Linked DNA regions of Mus musculus: region 1 is linked to region 2. Evidence: chromatin contacts called from public HiChIP or PLAC-seq data. All regions are on one chromosome and are shown on one strand. The core of a region is the stretch at or near the end of the contact, and the rest is flanking DNA. Distances in the headings are between cores, read along the strand shown.

Region 1 (4,199 bases), core at 60-2,559, 110 kb after region 2:
AAGGACTTAGGGGGGGCTTCTCTGAATCCTTGCTGGATCCCAGTTACCTCCTCCAACATCCCCCCGCTCATTGGGGAGAGGAATCTCTCAAGTCCTCAATTTTGCCCTAGCTGCTTGAGGTCTTGTGACTTGGCTAGAGTTGTGTAGATTATGGAAGTTTAACTGAACTGTGTATGTCATCTACGCAGCTATGGGGACATCATCATCCATGCTGGGGTGCAACTTTTTGGTGGTCTCGCTGCTTTGGGGGCCAGCCATGATTTCTTAGCAAGCCCAATAAACTCACTGGTTTTCCACGTTGGACTCTGGGGCAATCATACTTCAGTTTATCCAGTGGATGGTGGCCTAAAAGGAGGAGATAGACGGTTGTTTATATCTCCCAAGGGAAAGTGTTTCGGAAACACTAAGGCACCAAGTCCGAATTATTTCTCCTTTTCAGCGCTCTCCCCCTTTGTTGGGGGGAAGGGGTGGTGTTCCAGAAAAGGGGCCTCCATAGTGGCTCTTAGCAACTTGACCGGGTGGGCTTTAACTAGTCTCACCGCTTTAGTAGATAAGTCTCTTTAAATGTTGGATTTATGCAGTTATGCTCTCTCTCTCTCTCCCACACATACACCCACACACCCACACACACACAGACATACACACACTTTTAGGCTACACACCAGCAGTTTAGAATTTTAAAGTTGGAAGAGCCGCCCAGATTCATTTAGTGCAGTGAGGCCCCGGATAAAATCTGGGTTCATTCAACTCTTTCCCTCCAGCTGCAAGCGCTTCCGCTGTTGATAAATAATCTCAACAGTCTAGGCAGGTAGGTGTCAGTCCTTTTACCGGAGGAGAACCGACTCAGAGAAAAAAAGCGCTTGGCCACGGAAGGGCAGGGACATGACAGAGTTCAGGGCTCCAGGCCAGAGCGGCATTTATTGTGTCCTTTCGGGAAATGCGAATGTGAAATAATCGACTTGGGAGTCCCGGCGGAGCAAAGACAGGAGGAAGGACCAAGATGAAGACTGCAGGATTTTTGCATTAAACCTCCAGGCTGGGCACCGAACCCTAGGTAGCTAGCTCCGCGGTCACCCTTTGACAGGGTGATCAGATGTGTTACGGTTTCTTTAAGACCCAGACTCCGCCCCCCGGCTCATCGCCGACCTCCTCCCACCTCTTGGCGGCCGCTCCGCCAGTTCCAGACTTCCTTCAGCGATGAAGTCATCTCTCAGTTACCGATTGGCTGCGCTATGATGTCAGTCACAGAAGTCGCGCCGCCGTACTAGCCTCCCTCGTTCCTCTTCCTTCGGCGAACGCCCCCTAAATCGGGCTAGCCCTAACGGCGCTAGGTTTCTGATTGGTCGATACGGCTGTCGCTCCCAGGCGGGTAGGGGGGAGGGTGCGGAGGCGGGACCCGGAGTGGTGGGAGGGCCCGCAGCTTCCGTGGCTGAGTGGAGCCGGCGGCGGTCGTGTCTGCGGTGTCCCCGGCGGCAAGAACGACCGTCCCACCCTCCCCACCCCCTCGTTCCCGCTCGCCACGCTCCCTCGGCTTGCGCGGACCTCTCCCTAACTTGGTGCAGTCTGACTGGTACTAGAGGCTCGGGAGGATACGTGAGCGGCTGGCACCGGAGTGGGGCGAGCCGCGGAGCCCGGGCCAGGAGGCGAACGAGGCGGTGAGTGAGAGTTCGGGCAGGGTCCCCCTCCCCCACCGGCCCCGCCCCGCTCGAGCATCCTTTCTCCCCTCGACCCTTCCGCGTGTGCCCTGGACCGGCCGGCCGCTGTAGGCTCCGAGCCCGGGATTGCCTCCCGCAGTCCTCCACTCCAGTCCCGCCCTTTCCCAAGGGGCTGGGGTCTCAAAGCCCTGGTCACTCGACAGGACAGTCGAGTGCGACCGTGCACCTGTGCACCGCCTTGCAGGGCTGTGCTGGCTAGGGAGCAGCTAGGTTCCCGCCCTGGCTGCTCCCCGAGTGTGTGTAATCTGCTTGGGACCGACCGGTCGAGCGCTTTCTCCCGGCCCTTGTGCAAACCTGGAGGATCCAGGTGCAATCCGCAGGCTTCTCGTGGCAAGGAGGTTCACCTGGACCTGACGACCATATAGCAGCATGGGTGCCTCCAGGTCTGCAGGGCTCCGCAGATTTGAAACTTGACCGCCAAAGAAGTGTCCGTCTCGCGTGTGTGTGTGTGTGTGTGTGTGTGTGTGTGTGTGTGTGTGTGTATGTGTGTGTGACTGTTTGTCTATGTACCTTTGATGACTTCCGCCCTCCTCGCTCCATAAGAAAACACTAATACTATAGAGTGGTTAGTGCTGGAGCTTTCCCTGTTAGATTATCAAACCTACGTTTAGATTGCTTATCTGGAAAATGGAACTAACAATACCTATTACATTGGAATGCAGACAGTAAATGAAAGAATTCGTAATAAAACGCTTGGAATGGTGTTCAACACATACAAGGAAGGGATCCAAGAAAAGACGAGTATCCTGATGTTGAGAACTGCTGGATAGGTGTGTGAGTACAGTATAGCTTGTCTTTGTCAGGATTTCTCTTTGTTAGATGACAGAACCAAAGGACAGACTGGTGGTCAGTTTACTGCTTGCCCGAATACTTTGGCATAAAGTGTGTGAAGACTAAGAATGTGAACTTCATTACTTAAATATGATGAAATTACACCTATGCTTCATGGGTTCACATAGTTTTAAAATCCATAAAGTGTCCGGAATGTCCCCAAATTGTAAGTTTTCGAGATCTGAAGCCAAAGCCTGTAGCCTGATCTTTATGTTCAAGAAGTCAAACTTAAGGGCTTTACTGTAGAAGCCCCTTCCACCAAAAAAAGTCCACTTATGAAGTTTTATTGTTGAAAATGAACTGCCTTCCAGGGGTAAAATGGTACAGCCAACTGGCCCACAGCCCCATCCCTGTAGGGAGGGGAACCCTTGGCTGAAAGTTAAACTGAGTTTCATCTACTGGTGTTTGTTTCTTTCATAGCAAATCAGAGGGCTTCCTGATAGCTGGCTGTTTTTTGTTTTGTTTTGTTTTTAAAGTCTCACTGTGTAGCTGTGGCTGGCCTGGAACTTACTAAGTAGATCAGGCTGGCCTTGAATCCAGAGTTCTGCGTGCCTCTGGTTTCTGAGTGCTGGGATTAAAGGCCTGAGCCTTGGAAAGACACAGACTGCTACTGCTTTCTTCAGAGAGAGATCCAAAGAAAAATGTCTGTAGTCCAGGGCTTGAATTTCGTTCAGTTCTTTGCCCGAATTTTTGAGAAGTGTCCTTTTTAACAAGGCCTTCCAGAGTCACGTTCACTAGGGGAAGTTTTTAAATCATGAGAGAGAGAGGTGTCTCCTATCATCCAAAAGTATTTACTGCAGACTTTCCATGTCCTTAATACTCTGCCAAATGCTGCGAGGGCGGGATTCAGAAAAGTATAAAACAGGATCTTAGCCCATAAAGGGCAAAACCATAAAGTTTGGGTCACCCAGTAGTAATTATGGACACTTCTAAAGTAATGACTTCATTTATTCATTCAGCAGACCTTTTGTTCCAGGCATGTAATGTGCCAGGTGTTTTTCTGAGCTGAGATCAAGGTGAGTCAGATACAGTCCTTGGTCTCGAGGGGCAGAAAGAGTGAGTGACAGGTGGTTAGAGTAAGGTGAAATAAAGTCTGAGTGCAAACCCAGAATTGTAGGAGAATGTCAAGACAGCTTTAAAAAAGATAATTGAATTGGTGGGAAAGCTTAAAGAGAGATGGCGTTTGAGGTGTGTCTTAATTCCACTGAACAAGATAAAGACCATCCCAGACGGAAGAAAATGAGCTTGGCTTCCTGACATTCCAGAAACAGTTATGAGCGCTTGGGCCAGACAAAAGGAAGGAAACCGGACAGTCTATAACAGTGATTCTCAACTTGTGGGTCATGACCCGCCACCCCCCTTCGGCAAACTGCCTCCAAAAATATTTACATTGCAATTCATAACAGTAGCAAAATCATAGTTATGAAGTAGCAACAAAAACAATTTTATGGTTGGGGTCACCTCAATGTGAAGAACTAAAGGCCCAAAACATTAGGAAGGTAAGAACTACTGTTTAATAGCATTCCTTGATGCCCACTATGTAAAAGGCATTGGTTCAGGCTCTTTTGCCCCCTTCCCGGGCTGGTGTTTGAATACATGGCTTCATGTTTGCAAGAACACTCTACCAGCCCTGTGGTTTTTGAGACAGATTTC
Region 2 (4,054 bases), core at 1,528-4,027:
CGCAACCCCATGTTTCTTAACCGGCTTGTTTACACTTAGAATTGAGTCTAATAAGATGATGATGTCCTTGAGCTCATCAAGTAATTAAAATTTTAAATTAAGTGTAACATGGACTGTTTCGTTTTCCCTATATAAGATCAACCCGCAAAACCAGCTTAGGTTTCCTGTAACCATCGTCCTTGGCCGGGCTGGCCATTCTGGTGTGAGGGGGGTTGTAGGGGTTTTGTGTTTTTGTTATGGTTTGCTTTGTTTAGTTTTGATTTTTGTTTTTCAAGACAGGGTCTCTCTGTGTAGCCCCAGCTATCCTGGAACTTGCTCTATAGACCAGGCTGGCCTCAGAAATCTACCTGCCCCCACCTCCCAAGTGCTGGGATTAAAGGCATGTGCCACACTGCCAGGCAGAGGTTTGTAGTTTTTAAGACAGGGTCTCACCAGGTCAACTGGACTGGCCTGCAGCATACAATGCAGAGAAGACAGAAGCCCGTGCCTGGGGTGCCCTGGGCCTGCACCTCCCACTTCCCTGATGACTCATTTGCATTCAGTGTCCCTCACTGAGCAGTGTGGACATCCTCTCTTCATGTCTGCTTGCGGATCTGCAGGAGAAATCCCACTGTAAGAGGAATGGGTAGAAAGGTGCAGGACTGAGGGCTGGGCTGTGTGTACTATGTGGCTTTGCTCTCCCCAACGATCCTGCAGAGGGTATAAATGCTACAACGATCAGTAGCTGAAAGTTCTCACCCAGTGGGAGTAGCTGAGACTGGAGACTGTCTGTCTACTAAACTAGGTCATAACAGTAGCTACCGTTCATTAGGCACCACCTGCTTACGTTGGTGTCCCAGGACCTTATGTGTGTCTTTACTGAATCCTGCAGAGCCCAAAGCCCCTGTACTTCCCACACTTCTGCCTTTTGAGCTTTGCTTCCACCGGTCTGCACAACTACCCATGTCACGTGACTTTGTTAGATTGCAATTTCTTCCTGTTGGGATTCTTCATTATACTGCCCCACCACCACCAACTTCTCCACAGGTGCCCCAGGCTAGCCTCAAACTCACTGTGGTGATCTGACCGAGACTGTCTCCCATAGGCTCACAGGCGTGAATTCTTGGTCTCCAGTTGGTGGAACTGTTTGGGAAGGATTAGGTGTGCCCTTGTTGGAGGGAGGGAGTCCCTGGGGCCAGGCTTCAAGGTTTCAAAAGTCTCCGCATTTTCAGTATGTTCCCTGTCTCCTGCTCTTGGATCAAGATGTGAGCTCTTATCTGTCCCTCCCTCTGTGCCTTTGCTCTGCCATGGTGAACTCCAATTCCCTCCCCATCCCCTCCCCAGGGCTGAATTAAGGCTAACGAAAGCCCTTCTTTTCCAAGTTGCCTTGGTCATGGTGTTTTGTCATGGCAACAGAAAGTCAAGAATAACCTTGAACTTTGGCTCCGCCTCCCTCACCCTCTGAAGTACTGGAGTTACTGTTGGGTCGACCATGACCACGCCTACGCCTTGTTTACATGGTGCTGGGGAACAGAGGGCTTCGGGTGTGCCAGGCAAACGTTCTAACTGAGCTGTCTCAACCCCTCTTTCTCACCTACTCATCTCTGATCCATGTGTTTGGTAATGAGCCTGTGTAGAAAGATGTGTGGTCACGAAGGTTATACATACTAAGGAGTTTTACAATTATGATTTCCGACTTTATAGAAGAGCTTCCTTTTAAGAGGGAAAACTGCCCGAGTGCTGGGACTTTTATGGTGGTTATGGTTGTTTTCTGAGCTTTTGTTTTGTTTAATTTTACTGTTGTAACTAAGGAAAATACTTCAAGCCACCAGAGGGCATTGTAGTTAACGTTGGGTGCTGGCTTCATTATAGCTCGTGGCCTCCAGAGGTGCCCGGTGAAATCTGCTTCCATGAAAAGAAGGACTTTCACATTTAATGAACAGCCTAAAGAGGATCGGTAGATTAAACTTGGAACAGGAGAGCTCGCATCCTTTGTATCTAGCAGAAGCAAAGGACAGAGTAGGTGGTGCCTCCTTCAAATGCTATTCTCTTCTTTATTCCTTTCCCCAAGCGTGTGCCTAAACTTTTTGAGTTGCCATCTATGATTGACAATCTTTCCTGAGCAGAAGGTAGGCTCAGGACCTCCCAATGGCAACAGAAATTGAAACTGACACGTGAAAGCCTGTCTCTCACCCATAGTGTCCACCTCTTTGTGGCCTTTATGGCTGCTAATAAAAATGTCTAACTTGAATGATGTACTGCTGGCACCCTCCATGTAGAAGCTGAAGCAGGCAGAAAAGCAACTGCGTCAAGCAAAGCCTTGTGGAGAATAGGTGGCGTTTCAACAGTTGAACACTACACTACTTCACGCCCCAGGTGGGAAATCCTTTGCTACTTTCCGTTCCTGTAGGCCACGTGGTTCTGCTCCATCTTCCTTCCACCTCTCTTCCTCTATCCTCCTCTCTCTCCTCTCTCTTCTCTCTCTCCTCATCTTCCCTTCCTCCTTTCTCTCTCTCCCTCTCTAAAACCTCCAGCCCCACCTTTCCCATCCACTGCCCAATCACAGGCTCTCGCCTTGATTTGCTTTATAAAATGGGCAGAAGGTTTGCCTGAAATCACCAGAGGGCGTGATCCACTCCTTGAGCCAGTCCCTCTTGAGGAAGCAGAATTAGCATCAAAGTACAAACAGCACCAGGGCAACGCACAACAGGAAACAGGTGATGAAACCACACAGTTTGGTCTTGTTCTTGACTACGGGCAAAAGCGTGCACTGTCGAGTGTGACGCTAGCTGTGGGTTTCCCAGAGCCTCCGTGTTGTTCCTTTGCAGGACTGTGCGCTTGCCTGCTCTGAGTCACCATGGGTGACCTGTCACCATGCTCAGGAACACACATTGATTGGAAGACTAGCCACAGATCTCCCAGCCCCCTGCCTTGCTCTAAGATGTCCTAACTTGCCACTTTGTTTTGTTTTTAACCATTTTATTAAATCATTCTCAAAATGTGGATGATCCCTGGCCACAGTAAATATAATAAGGTGTATATAATTCAGTTGTTGCTTTTTTTTTTTTTTTTTCCTTTCAAGTCAAGTTTCTCTATGTATCCCTAGCTGTTTTGGAACTCACTCTGTAAACCAGGCTGGCCTTGAACTCAGAGATCTGCTTGCTTTTACCTCCCAAGTGCTGGGATTAGAGGTGTGCACCACCACAGCCTGGCAAGTTGTTGCTTTAGCACATAGTCCTCACATGACTCTGCTGGCTGCCACAGGCAGCCACCCACAGTTGTCTCAGTCACCCACAATTGGCTGCTTTGTCCCTTAAGAGACTCACTCCAGACTGGGAAGGGATCAGGCTTGCCCAGGGCAGTATGGTCTGGACTTGCATTTCTGCATCTGCCTTTTTTGCAAACACGGGTTATGATTTTCCTAGGTGTTAATTATTAACATATTTCTTGCCGTCCGTGTGTCTGCATCTGAGAGCATCTTTGGCTTCCAGTGATTTGCTGAGAATCAGGCTGCCAGAGAAAACTTTAGATATTTCTACAAAGCAAAACAGGAAAGAATTCTCCTGGGCTAAAGTGCAAGGACTCTGCAAGACCTATCTGGGTGCGTATGTACCGCTAAGATCTCAGGCTCAGCTCTGTTCAGGATGAATGAGTTTGGTGGGAGGCAGCTCTATAATCTATGTAAAATTGTTGTTTTTTTTTTTTTTTCTTTTTGGGTGGCTTGTTTAGTCCCTTGTACCTCACCTATACCCAGATAATCATCTGATAATTGAATAACCAGCAGTTGTCACATTAATCTGTAGAATGGAGCACTAGGCAGCCACGAAAGAGAGCAAACCACAAGTCTGTGTGGCAGCAAGGACGAGCCACACCATGTGGAGCCACACTATGTGGAGCCACACACTACTATGTGGAGGAAAACAGGCACAACCTTGACTTGCTGTGTGGTTCCAACAAATCTCAAAAGCAGCATTAGAAATCAAAGCAGCACTCACATGTTGGGGAAGACAAGACGAAAGGAGGAGATGAAGGTAGACGTAGCAAGCCGATGCTAAGTCAAGGGAAACTGGCTGAT

Evidence for each region. HiChIP or PLAC-seq counts read pairs in DNA pulled down with a chosen protein or histone mark.
Region 1: a contact with region 2 is called in an HNF4G HiChIP or PLAC-seq map of pancreatic cancer cells. The contact joins the promoter of 4930483J18Rik here to the enhancer-like site in region 2. A contact is called at or near these places in 1 of 39 promoter capture datasets (the C10 cell line), 3 of 15 datasets of contacts at CTCF or cohesin (CD8 T cells, the NIH/3T3 cell line and large pre-B cells), 28 of 484 Hi-C or Micro-C datasets (the AML12 cell line, B cells, the Ba/F3 cell line and 21 more), 18 of 115 datasets of contacts at active chromatin or transcription factors (the 230-238 cell line, CD8 T cells, DN3 thymocytes and 10 more) and 1 of 9 other capture datasets (embryonic stem cells).

Annotation. Positions count from the first base shown.
Region 1 is chr15:81,187,963-81,192,161 of GRCm38.p6, reverse strand. It overlaps 4930483J18Rik (RIKEN cDNA 4930483J18 gene), which reads right to left and starts at 1,309. Exons shown (of 2, transcript NR_015603.1): 1 at 1,157-1,309; 2 at 1-345. Mrtfa (myocardin related transcription factor A) reads left to right here and starts at 1,426. Exons shown (of 14, transcript NM_001082536.2): 1 at 1,426-1,655.
Region 2 is chr15:81,300,029-81,304,082 of GRCm38.p6, reverse strand. No RefSeq gene overlaps it. Among named protein-coding and RNA genes, the nearest start is that of Gm52179, 41 kb to the right of the region's middle. Within about 2 kb of position 2,777, at least 181 of the 459 cell types and tissues checked have an H3K27ac peak or open chromatin away from gene starts, as enhancers often do. A contact at or near this core is called in the 230-238 cell line, the AML12 cell line, B cells and 19 more, where this site is marked.